3 separate regions of the Mus musculus genome follow, and all the other regions are linked to region 2. Evidence: chromatin contacts called from public HiChIP or PLAC-seq and promoter capture Hi-C data. All regions are on one chromosome and are shown on one strand. The core of a region is the stretch at or near the end of the contact, and the rest is flanking DNA. Distances in the headings are between cores, read along the strand shown. Region 1 holds the start of Cacnb1 (calcium channel, voltage-dependent, beta 1 subunit). Region 2 holds the start of Msl1 (male specific lethal 1). Region 3 overlaps Cacnb1 (calcium channel, voltage-dependent, beta 1 subunit).

Region 1 (3,877 bases), core at 594-3,093, 770 kb before region 2:
ACACACACACACACACACACACACACACACACACACACTCATATTTCATATTCTTGGCCCTTGCCCAGTACAGGATGGGCAGAATGCCCAAAAGCTCCTGCCCCTAACCTCTATCCCAGACTTTCTTTGACCAAAGAGCCTAGAGGCACCTCAGCGACACTGCAGGCTCTGGCTCCTGAGACCTGGTGACAAGGAAGCTGGTGAGCCAGGCATAGTGACTCACACCTGTGATTCTCTACTCTTTGGAGGTAGAGGCAGGAGGATCATAAGTTCAAGGCCAGCATTGACTATATAAGATTCTATCACACACACACACACACACACACACACACACACACACACACACACACGAATAATAGGACTGAATATTCTATGATCCTCTTTCCTTCTCTAAAACTGAGCATACAGCTAAACTAGTTTTGAGGCTCTCTACAGACCTAAGAGCATTCTACAGTGAACCTCAAGACTCTTTCACAGCACTACCTCACCCCAGCTGGGCAAAGGGAGTGGCCTTCAGAGGGACAGGGGACAGCTGAAAGGAAGGCATCAGTCAGCTGCCTCCCAGACTCCAAGGGGCCTGGGGTGGAGAGACGAAGTATTTTTAGGTCTGACCTGACCCCCCCCCCCATACACACCCATCAACCACATCATGTTGCTTACAGTTGCTCCAGGCTGGCCACAGCAATGCAAGTGTTAATGCTATCCTTGGAGAAGGACAAGTCCTAGAGAAATCCCCTGGCATGGCCACCACATGCCCTGCTGGTCATTCTAGGGGGACCTTGTATGCCCAAGAACGCCCCTACCTAGGAATAACCCAGGCACATAGGAAAAGTGAACGTGCTAGAGGGCAGCGCCCCTCCCCCAGGTAAAACAGCGACCTCCACTCCAAGACAGTGAGTTGGCACCCATCCAACTTTCCAAACTTTGGCGGCTCCCACCCCTTGGGGCAGGGGGTGGGGTAAGCTAATGTGGGTGTTGGGAGTAGGGAAACATCCAAGACAGGGATGGAGACCAGGTGACTAGGGGAGGGCCTCCCTGAGCTGATCTCTTCTCCACCTTCGAAAGCCAATGTCTGAGCCTTCGAAGGCCTGTTGGCAACGCCCTCTGACCATCGTCTAGGCCTTTTCCCAGTATTACCCCCGCCCCACCCACACCCACTAGCGCCCCTAAACGTGCTCTGCGTCGCCCCCCTCGCCCGATTCGCTCTCCAGCCTCCCTCCAACTCCGCTTCTCAAGGCCTGGATTCCCCCCAACCCCCATCAGCATCCCCGCTGTCAGCCTGCTGGAGCCAGTACCCCAGCAGCAGGAACCTGGACGCGGGGGAGACCTGGAGGCGAGGTTGACAGGCATTCCAACCGCCTCCTCTCCGCTCCGCAGCACCGCAACCCGACTCGGACCAATAGTCCATCGATCATTAACCCTCGAGAATGGAGGGTCGCGCAGACACCCCTCTCCCATCCACGCGGGGCATATAACCCTTTCCTTCCCGGGGCTTTCCAAGCCGACCCCAAGATCCGTAGGAGCGGCCCTTTCCCTCGAGCTTGCCACCTCGCCTTACCTGTGGGCTGGGGTCGAAGACCTCCATAGGGATCTCTTGGGAAGGTGGGTAAGGGCCCCGGGACATGCCGCTCTTCTGGACCATGGAGAGGATCCTCCGGTCCGGCCGCCCTCCCAGCCCAGCCGGGCGCTCTCAGCGCATGGGAGAGGCCGTCCGAGCCCAGAGCAGCGCGGCGTCGCGCAGCCAGCACCGGGTGCAGTCTCCCAGCTGGACCTCCGGCTGCACGCTCGCCGCCTTGCTTGCCCTCCCGGCTCGCGCTGTGCTCTCTGCGGCCGCTGCCGCCGTCGCCGCCGCCGCCGCCTCCGCCCCTGAAGGTTCAGCATCTCCCCCCGCCCCTCCCTCGCTCCCGCCCCGCGCCGCGGCCCCGCCCCTCGAGCCCCTCAACCGGCTGCGCGCAGACAATGGCCGAGTGGCGTAGCCCCGCTGGCCTCCAGAACGTGGAGGGGCTCGATCGCTGTCCTCCGATTAGACTGGGATGAGGGCGGCCTGCAGGGGACTAAGGGGAAACCGGCCTTGAGGCTGGGATGGAGGTGGGGGGCGTTTACCAGTGTGTGCCAAGCGTTGATGGGGGGGTGGGGAGGTGGTGAAACGCCGCTCGGTATGACTGGTACCGCCTCCCTTTCTGTCCCAAACTACTCTCTCAGCTGGTCTCCCTGAGCGACTCTAGCTTGGGCCACCGGAACTTCCCGGTCCCTGTGATCCTGGGACCTGCCTTTAACTCCTTTCTCCCCAGTGTCAGGCCCAGGCCGCCATGAAACTAGCTGAGTAGACCTCCCTCTCCAACCGGGCTCTAGGTCTACTGGCCCCAGCCGGGCCTGGATGATGGGGTGAGTGTCCAAAGAAGGCCACCAGGGACATTAGGATTGCTATCCAGGGACCCAGGAATGCTTCGACCTCATCAGTTACTGAGGTCTCATAGGCTCTTCCAAAAGGCCAGGAGTCAGGCTTGGCAAGTCCCTGTTGCTTCTAAGAGAAGGGGAAGAGGAGGAAGTATAAACGGGGGGAGGAGCTATTCAAAATTATACACCATGACTGTTGACCTAGGGTTGTCTCTCTCCTTTATCCTTGACTGAGGAACAAATGTCCCAGAACTGTGGCTCCGGCTCAGCTGGTTATTGGATCCTAAAAGGGTCGACCTCCACCAAGCAGTGGTGGAGCACACATTTAATCCCAACACTATGGAGACAGAGGCAGGTCAGCCTCATTTACATAGTGACCCTCAGGACAACCTGGGCTACATAGAGAAGCCCCGTCTCAAATAAACAAACAAGCATTCTTTGTTTCCTACAGTGTTGCTAATACTATGGTATCTTTGCCCACTGAAATTCTTGGCAAGATGAGAGAACAGTAAGAGGCCCAGAAGCTGGGTCTGATGGTGTACAGCCATGTTGGGGGCTTGAGGCCAGCCTAGATCACATCATGAGTTTGAGGCCAGCCTTAGCTACATAGAGAGACCCTGTCACAAAACATGAATGAACAAGGAGGCTGGAGAAATGGCTCAGTGGTTAAGAGCACTAGCTATTTGCTCTTCCAGAGGTCCTGAGTTCAATTCCCAGCAACCACATGTTGGCTCACAACCGTTTGTAATGGCTTCTGATACCCTCTTCTGATGTGTCTGAAGACATCTACAGTAACTCATATAAATAAAATAAACCTTAAAAAAAAACATGAATGAACAAACAAAAAAAGTCCCACAACAAAAAAATGATGGCTGGGCTTCTGGGGGTGCTTAATGAGCAGCATGGGAGCCATCTGTGGCAAGAGGACCAGTTCTTCCTCCTCCATCCAGCTCAGAGAGCAGAGAGATAAGAAGATGAAGCCGGAGCCAGTCATGGTGGCGCACGCCTTTAATCCCAGCACTCGGGAGGCAGAGGCAGGCAGATTTCTGAGTTCCAGGCTAGCCTGGTCTACAAAGTGAGTTCCAGGACAGCCAGGACTATACAGAGAAACCCTGTCTCGAAAAACAAACAAACAAAAAAGATGAAGTCAGGCAGTGGTGGTGCACGCCTTTAATCCCAGCACTTGGGAGGCAGAGTGAGGACAGCCTGGTCTTCTACAAAGTGAGTTCCAGAACCAGGGCAGTCAGGGCTACACAGAGAAACCTTGTCTCGAAAAACAAGAAGAGGAAGAAGAAGAGGAAGAAGAAGAAGAAGAAGAAGAAGAAGAAGAAGAAGAAGAAGAAGAAGAAGAAGCAGCTTTGCCAACGTCCAGTGCCCTAAAATAAAGACTATTTTCTGCGTTTTGCTTGCCTAGAGCCTGTGTGCTGTTTGGATTCCTCACTGTGGATTCTGAGAAGTGATGTTCATTCTCTGATCACAT
Region 2 (4,055 bases), core at 654-3,153:
ATTTTTAAAGTAAGATGGACTGACTTAACTGGAAACAGGATTTAGGTGCAGAGTCGAAAGCTTGAGTCTGAAGTGCATATCAGACATCCAGTTGGCCATATTCTAGGGAGTTGGAGATAGGATTTTGGAGTAAGGGTCCAACAAGCCACAAATCTGGGAGGTTATCAGGATAGTGAGGTGGTAGTCTTCACACTGAAAAAGACCACATTCTACAAACTTCTTTCTAATCCTGCCCTTCCTTCTACTGCCTTCCTGTGCAGTTCTGAGGCCCACCTGATGGAAAGAGGACGGGGACTCAGGACTTTCATACCCATGAAGTTTTTCAGTGTTTCATGCTTAGAGCCCACAAAGCAGAAGCAGTTTCTAACTAAATTTCGCATTGAACCAGGTGTCCTTGTTTTCTCTGTACAACTTATCGTTTATTTATTTATAGAGACAAGATCTGCTTGCTCGCATTGAGACATTTATTTATTTATTTAGACAAGGTATATGTAGCCCTGTCCTGGAACTTGCTATGTGAACCAAGATGGCCCCGAACTCACACATTCTCCTGTCTTTGCCTCACAAGGGCTGGGGTTAAAGGTGTAGACCACTATACCTATCTCCTATAAAAAAATTTTAGAAGTGCACTTCAGACAGATAAGCAACCAATTAATTTACAACTATGTACATGTTTTTTCCATAGGGAACTATGAGGACTTAGTGGCTAAAGTTGCTTGGAAAATTAAGGCACACAGACACTATGAACCTGGAGAATTGGGAAGTGCTCCAATAGAAGGCCCTAAAGAACACTTAGTCCTAACACCGGCATACATCTCTCCATAGATTTCTTGAATCTTTTTCCAGAAGATGCTAGGAGTAGCTACAGCTTAAGAAGGCTGGAGACATGGCTGCTTGGGAAACAACTGTCGGTAGTTGGCAGTACTTCACCCCAAGGTTGTGCTTACAACTCCCTGGGCAGCAGACATCATGGATTTTGCTGCTTCTGGGAACCAGAGGTCCCTCCATTTCTGTGCTGGATCCCTTAGAGACAAAGAACTTCACTTCTTTCCCCAACCCATGTGGGACCGCCAGGGAGCCTAGAGGGTGGAAGCTTGACTTCTACTCCATGAAACAGCCGCAGGCTCCAAGGGAGCCTGGGTCGGGGCCGGTCCCGAAGGCGCGCGGGGCTCCGGTGTGGGCCAGGCGCGTAGCCAGGTCGCCAGGGAAGGGCTATCCGACGAAGGCCGGCTCAGCAGAGCGGTCGGTAGGCGTCCGCGAGGGGCGGGAGCATCTACCTCCTTCCTTCCTCCCCAACCCCATTCTCTCGCACTTGGTTTTGCCGGGGATCCTCCGCATTCCCCAACCACCAGCGGCCGCCCTCGCCCTTCTTCCCTCCCCAGCCCGCCCCTGCCTCGGCAGCCCACCTTCGCCCGCTCCTGCGTCCTCGCCCTCGTCCCCGACCTCCCCTCGTGGGCCCCCGCGCCTCGGTCCCCTCCCCCTCGCGGCGGCAGCGGTAGCCGCGGCCCCTTTCACAATAGCGCTACCCGCCTCCCTCCTCTCCGCTCCCGGTTCGCTCCCGCCCGCTGCCCTCTCGGCGCATGCGCGCTCCGGTCGGCGGTGGCGGCGGCTGCGGCGGCTCCGTTTTTTTTAAAGGGAAACGCCGAGGAGTCGGGGGTGACTGTGGGGGAGGGGGACCCGGCGGCGCGGAGAACCCCCGGGGGAGGCGGCAGACCCCCCCTCCCGGAGTAGGAGGGCTCTGGGCGGACCCGTCCCTCCCACCCCCTCCCGAGGAGGAGCAAGGGGGGGGAAATGGAGGCTCGGGGCGGCTGAGGCGAGCTCCGGGGCGGGGGGCCGGGGCGGGGAAGGGGGGGTGCGGGGTGGGGAGACGAGGCGGGCCCGGCCGGGCAGGGGGGGCCGAAGCGAGCTCCGGGGATGAGCTCGGGGGCGGCTGGGTGCGAGCTCCTGCCTCTGCGGCGAAGGCGACGGTGGCGGCAGCAGAGGCGGCGGCGAGGCCACCATGGGTCGGCGGCGGGCCTCAGCTGCGGCCTCCACTTCTCCGCTCGCCGGCGGGATGGCGCCCGGGCCTCGGAGAAGCCGCGTTAGCGGAGGCCTGCGGCTGCTCTGCTGAGCCGAGCCCGCCAAACTCCCCTCCCCCTCCTCCGTCCTCGACCCCCCGCACCTCGCCCCTTCCCCACCCCCTCCTCCGTCTCGGTCCCCCGCGCTGCTCCGGACCACTATGACCATGAGATCCGCAGTGTTCAAGGCGGCCGCGGCCCCTGCCGGCGGCAACCCCGAGCAGCGACTGGACTACGAGCGGGCTGCGGCGCTGGGCGGGCCCGAGGACGAGTCCGGGGCGGCCGAAGCCCATTTCCTCCCCCGGCATCGTAAGCTCAAGGAGCCGGGGCCCCCGCTGGCCTCTTCCCAGGGCGGGAGCCCCTCGCCCTCTCCAGCCGGCTGCGGCGGCGGCAAGGGCCGGGGCTTGTTACTCCCAGCCGGGGCGGCCCCCGGGCAGCAGGAAGAGAGCTGGGGCGGTTCGGTGCCCTTGCCCTGTCCGCCCCCAGCTACTAAACAAGCCGGCATCGGCGGGGAGCCAGTCGCAGCCGGCGCTGGCTGCAGCCCCCGGCCCAAGTATCAGGCGGTGCTGCCCATTCAGACGGGCTCTATCGTGGTGGCGGCGGCCAAAGAGCCTACGCCCTGGGCTGGGGACAAGGGTGGGGCGGCTCCCCCAGCTGCCACCGCCTCGGACCCGGCGGGACCCCCACCACTACCTCTGCCCGGGCCACCACCCCTCGCGCCCACCGCCACTGCTGGGACCCTGGCGGCCAGTGAGGGCAGATGGAAGAGTATAAGGAAGAGCCCTCTCGGGGGTGGCGGCGGCTCGGGAGCCTCCAGTCAGGCCGCCTGCCTCAAACAGATCCTTCTGCTGCAATTGGACCTCATCGAACAGCAGCAGCAGCAGTTGCAGGCCAAGGAGAAGGAGATAGAGGAGCTGAAGTCCGAGAGAGATACGGTACGGGAGGGGTTAATCTGCATTAGGGATGGAGAGCGAGCTCTGCGCATGCTCGGGGGAAGGGGGCTGTAGGAGGCAGAGGTCCCCGCTCGGTTAGGGTTAGAGGAAGTTGGCCACCAGCTAAAGAGTGCCTTAGATGTTGGGTCGTTAGGAGCCTGGCATCACTGACACGTTGGGTCGGAAGGAAGGGTTAAAGGGCAACCTGTGTGTGTGTGGTGGGGGGTGTTATGGGAGGCTTCGGTTGCCAAAGGGTTAATTTAAAACGACAGCCCCACACTTGTGGGAAAGACGTTTAGAGTGGGAAAGACCTGATTTACGAGGGGTTAAAAATGATAGGGTGGGGTGCAGATGTGGCTGTATGGCAGGGGTTGTATTCAAGCGCTGTTGCCTTAGCTGTGCATTGGAGAGGAGGCTATAACAGCTGTTGCCGTAACCACCGCTGTTGCATCTTTAGACAGGAGGGTTGTCATAGGTCTTTTGGTCGGTAGAGGGTAAAGATGGTGTACGTGGAATCCTGTTTTAGCTCTCCTAAATGAGAATCACTGCCTTTGATTTCAGAGAGTTTCTAGTAGAAAATCTGAGTTATAAAACACTACCCGCTGACCACGTCCCTTGACTAAGCTGGCAGATTTTGAGACATAAGCTTATTCGATGTATTCTGTAAACCCTTCCACCTCCCAGACCTGTTTTTGAATCTTGAGGTATTAGAAAAGTTGTTGGTTATTTCTTTGTACTCCTGGAAAGCATGACTCCATAGGCTTGCTTGCATGAGCAGCAGCCTTGGGCACACATGTTAAGCACACTCCCTCACACCTCAGGGCCGCTGGGGTGGTGGGTGCTACAGTGGTAACATACCTTTTAGACGCCTAAAAATAAACATGGCTTCTACAGTGCGCTCAGGCCCTGCTCCCCCCTCCCTCCCTCCTGGCTCCTCTTACTCTGGGGCTTCACGCACCACAGGCTGAGCATGGGAGCAGAAGAGCTGTTCATTTTGTTTGCTTCCTAAATAAGTCGCCATCAGGCCTCTGTTTGATTGGAGAGTGCCTTCTGCAAGGTGGAACAG
Region 3 (3,888 bases), core at 318-2,817, 800 kb before region 2:
CGAGACAGGGTTTCTCTGTGTAGTCCTGGCTGTCCTGGAACTCACTTTGTAGACCAGGCTGGCCTCGAACTCAGAGTGCACCACCACGGCTGGCCCAACCTTTCTTAAAGACAGTTCAGGGTCCATGACTCCCCACTCCATCAGCTTTGGCTGGCTCTCTGTTGCCCACTGAGTTCAAAGCAACTTCCTTATGTGGCCTTTGAGAGCCTCCATAAACAGCCCCTGCGTGCCTACTTCAGCAGTATTTACATCCACTGGTCCTCACTCAGGCCCCGGTCTTAGCCAGATCTCTCACCAGTGCCCGTGCTTCAATGTCTCCTCTGCTTTGAAAGGGAAACACCTGGCAGCCTTTAACTGGGATGCTTGTGGTAAGCAAAGACAAACAGAACCAACCCTTGGAAGCTCACCTCTGGCCTCCACAGACCCACCCAGGCACATATGACACACACCTTCATCCCATTCCTCTTGGTGGACAGAGCTAGAACAACACAGAATTGAAGACATGATCCACACAGTCCATCAGGGCTGATTCCATGTCAGCCCCAGGAAGGGAGCTGGGGTTGGGGCTGGGAGGCTTGACAGGGGCACAGAAGGTATTTGGAGAAATCACCCAGTGTTTGAGGCATGGCTGCCATCTGGTTCCTAGGGGAAGAAAGGCGTCCTGCTTTGTCACCCAGTTGCAGAATTGAAAGTGACATTCGGCAAGCTGGGGGCACACTGAGTGAACAGAACAGAACTGCGGTGGTGGCTGGAGAGGGCTCAGTTAGGAAGGGTTGAGAGTGGCTTTCTGCTCTTCCAGGGGAATAGAGTTTGGTTCCTGGCGTCCATGGAGGTCAGGGGATCCAGCATTCTCTTCTGGCCTCCATGCTGTTTGTGCAAGCGCATGCACACACGCACATGCGCGAGTGCACACACACACACACACACACACACACACACACACACACGTGCACACACACACACACTTCTCTGAGAAGATTTGATTTAGAAGGAAGCCTAGACAGCCACTATGGAAGCTAAAACAAGATTTAGGATATTGGACTGAAACCACAAGCCCATCCTGGGCCAAAGTGGCCTCAGTTTAACCCAGCCTATTTCAGGATAGTGATCCTTGCTGGGGAGTGGTGGCACACGCCTTTAATTCCAGCACTTGGGGTTGAGGCCAGTCTACAGAGTGAGTTCCAGAACTACACAGAGAAACCCTGTCTTGAAAAAAAAAAAAATCCTAGCAACCACATGGTGGCTCACAACCATCTGTAATGGGATCTGATGCTCTCTCCTGGTGCATGTCTGAAGACAGTGACACTGTATTCATATCAATTAAAAAAAAGGGGGGGGACAGTGAACCTTTGGGCTGACCTGGGATCTGTGGCCTGCCCCCCTTCTGTCACAGAGGCAGTATCCACCAGAGTTGGAAGAAGCTAGTCAGAGAAGCAGTGAGGGAAAGGAAATCAGTTAGGAGGGAATCCCCCTGCCTCAGCTTCTGAGTCCCAGAAGTGGTGGCAGCACCAAGCTGGCTGATGTCATGGCTGTTAAAGTCCTCACGTGTCCACACCCACGAGCTTGCTGATCCGGCAGTCTAAGTGGGTAGAGGGCGTGGTTACCTAAAAACAAGACTTCCTCCCCATCTCTACTATCTGTGCCGGCTAGAAATACCTACCTAAGTTCTGAGCAAATGCAGTTGTAGGCAGCTGGTGCAGGAAGAGACGTATTTGGACACCTGCTTCCTCCATCTCAACCCCCTAACCCCTACTCTTTCCAAAATCAGGGTTTCCTGGAGCAGAAGAATTATGAACTTGGGGATCACAGGCAGCACATAATGATATTTGTGGAGGCTGGTAAAGTTGCCCCCCCACACACACACACACCCCGCTGGACTCCTCTAGGGGTCAGTGGCTGCCTTCCTCTATGGCCTGAACTGAGGTTTCCTCCCAGGTGGATATCAGCGGCATCATCTATCTGCAGGGAAGACCGTGTCTAGCCATGACCATTTACAGTCCTTCAGAACAAAACTTAGAAGGCCTGCTGTGACCTGCTCCTGCCAAGCTGCTCTGGCCACCAGCTGTCACCATGTTGTGTTAGTCAGGAGCCACTAGCATGTCATGCATGTCCCCTCTCTCCTCTGCACTAGGAACTTCCTCCCTCTTCTCTGCCTCGGGTTAACTTAACCATGTTCCCAGGTTTCAAGGGAGCTTCACCTCCCTCTCAAAGCCTTCTCTGACCTCTCTGGTTAAGGAACTGGTGTTCCCGGTACTGACTGCTCCCCCACAGCAAGAAACTTGGAGCGCTATCTGTGGTTTCCAGTTTGACTTGTGCCTACCACAGAGGAGATCTTTAATAAATGCTGGCTCCACACCTAAACATAGACGTGAATGATCGATTACCATGCAAAGGTAGTGGGGAGGATGGGAGGCAGAGCAGGGCTCTCAACAACTCTACTATCAGTTCCCCAAGGGACTCTGCCCCTGGGCTGCCCAGATCCCTGTCTGTGATCTGCTGGCTTATCTGGAGGCCATCAGGGGTCCGATGTCAGACTGACCCTTAAACACAAACTATGAACAGAAGCACTCAGGCAGGGGACCCAGATGTTCAAGTCTTCTAGAGCTGTCACCTCAAAAACAAGACCTAGGAAGGCAAGGAAGCTTTGCAGGTGCTGTGTGAGGCAGGACAACAGCTATGAGAGCCCACATCCTGGCAGCTGGTGACGAGGAGGGGCCTGCCACCTGCTTATTTTGTTCTCACATGTCTCAGGGGGCCTGGTCTCTCCAACCTCTTCACACCAGCGGAAAACCTCCCCGGCTCCAAAGCTCTCAGGACCCGTGTGATAGCACATCTGTAACTTTTGCAATCACACTCAGGAGGGTGAGGCAGGAGAGTTGCTATGAGTTTGAGTCCCACCTCAGCTGCATGAGTCCCAGGTCAGTCAAGAGTTACATTGTAAACCTGTCCCAAAATAAAACTTCCTGGCATGCTGGTTCACCCACTGCTGTGATCCCAGCATCTGGGGATGCTGAATAAATCCCAGTGTAGCTGGAGATACATGGTTACCCTTGTCTACTGAGTGTACTGAGTGACACCCTGTCTCGGGAGGAGGTGAACAAATAACCCCCCCCACCACCACCACACACACACACACCAAGCTGGGTGCTAAGTGTGTGGTGTCTTTAATCCCAGCAGTCAAGAGGCAGATCCAGGCAAACCTCTGAGATACAGAGGAGCCGAAGTTCACCCTTCCCTAGTGAGGAGCTGCTAGGGCACAGGGAGGTCAGAGTAGAAAGGGGCAATAAATAAATAAAAACAAAGTATGTGTCTTTAAGATGTGAACTAGTGAGGCTTGAGCCCACCGGCTCAATTAGCAGCACCCACCCCACCCCACCCCACCCCACCCCGCCCCCTTTGCAGGGAAGAAACAGGAGGTATGGCTGGTGTGAGCCTGTGGCTGAATGAGGAACACCTGCAGACAATCCCGAAGCAGCAAAACAAAGTACCATCTCTCCTTGGCCTCAAAGGCGCAGGCGGAGCATTTGCTTGCACTCCCCCTTGATCCCCAACAGGTCCCCACCCTCACCACGGAGAGAGAGTGAGACTGCAGGGCTGACAAAGTGTGGTGACAACAAAGAAAACAGGCTCAGGAGGTGGCCGCAAAGGACAGAACTGCGGTTTTATATGTGGCAAAATATCTCTCCTAGAGGAGTACAGACAGACAGACAGACAGATGGGCACAGGACAGTAGACCGGGGCAGGGAGCGAAAGGTTGGGCAGTGCTATCTTCTAACCTGTTAGTGGAAGCTGCACCCCACCCCCCAGGAGGGTGGGGCAACATTGGCACAGGAGGTGGCGAGACAGGCGTGAGGTGCCCATCCCTGAGGTGGGCAGCTGGGCAGGGCC

The links. Promoter capture Hi-C pulls out the DNA fragments that hold promoters and counts their contacts. HiChIP or PLAC-seq counts read pairs in DNA pulled down with a chosen protein or histone mark.
Region 1: a contact with region 2 is called in an H3K27ac HiChIP or PLAC-seq map of microglia, with 5 times the contacts expected there. The contact joins the promoter of Cacnb1 here to the promoter of Msl1 in region 2. A contact is called at or near these places in 1 of 39 promoter capture datasets (pre-B cells), 1 of 15 datasets of contacts at CTCF or cohesin (large pre-B cells), 1 of 484 Hi-C or Micro-C datasets (embryonic stem cells), 5 of 115 datasets of contacts at active chromatin or transcription factors (bone marrow-derived macrophages, epiblast stem cells, microglia and 2 more) and 1 of 9 other capture datasets (liver).
Region 3: a promoter capture Hi-C map of pre-B cells shows a contact between it and region 2. The contact joins the enhancer-like site here to the promoter of Msl1 in region 2. A contact is called at or near these places in 1 of 39 promoter capture datasets (pre-B cells), 3 of 115 datasets of contacts at active chromatin or transcription factors (bone marrow-derived macrophages, memory CD8 T cells and microglia) and 1 of 9 other capture datasets (liver).

What each region holds. Positions count from the first base shown.
Region 1 is chr11:98,020,784-98,024,660 of GRCm38.p6, forward strand. Cacnb1 (calcium channel, voltage-dependent, beta 1 subunit) reads right to left here and starts at 1,844. Exons shown (of 14, transcript NM_001282977.1): 1 at 1,559-1,844. The coding sequence starts at 1,642. It also overlaps a transcript of Rpl19 not described here.
Region 2 is chr11:98,793,613-98,797,667 of GRCm38.p6, forward strand. It overlaps Msl1 (male specific lethal 1), which reads left to right and starts at 1,904. Exons shown (of 9, transcript NM_028722.3): 1 at 1,904-2,992. The coding sequence starts at 2,219.
Region 3 is chr11:97,997,879-98,001,766 of GRCm38.p6, forward strand. It overlaps Cacnb1 (calcium channel, voltage-dependent, beta 1 subunit), which reads right to left. Exons shown (of 14, transcript NM_001282977.1): 14 at 3,630-3,888. Among named protein-coding and RNA genes, the nearest start is that of Arl5c, 3.6 kb to the left of the region's middle. Within about 2 kb of position 1,568, at least 88 of the 459 cell types and tissues checked have an H3K27ac peak or open chromatin away from gene starts, as enhancers often do. A contact at or near this core is called in bone marrow-derived macrophages, memory CD8 T cells and pre-B cells, where this site is marked.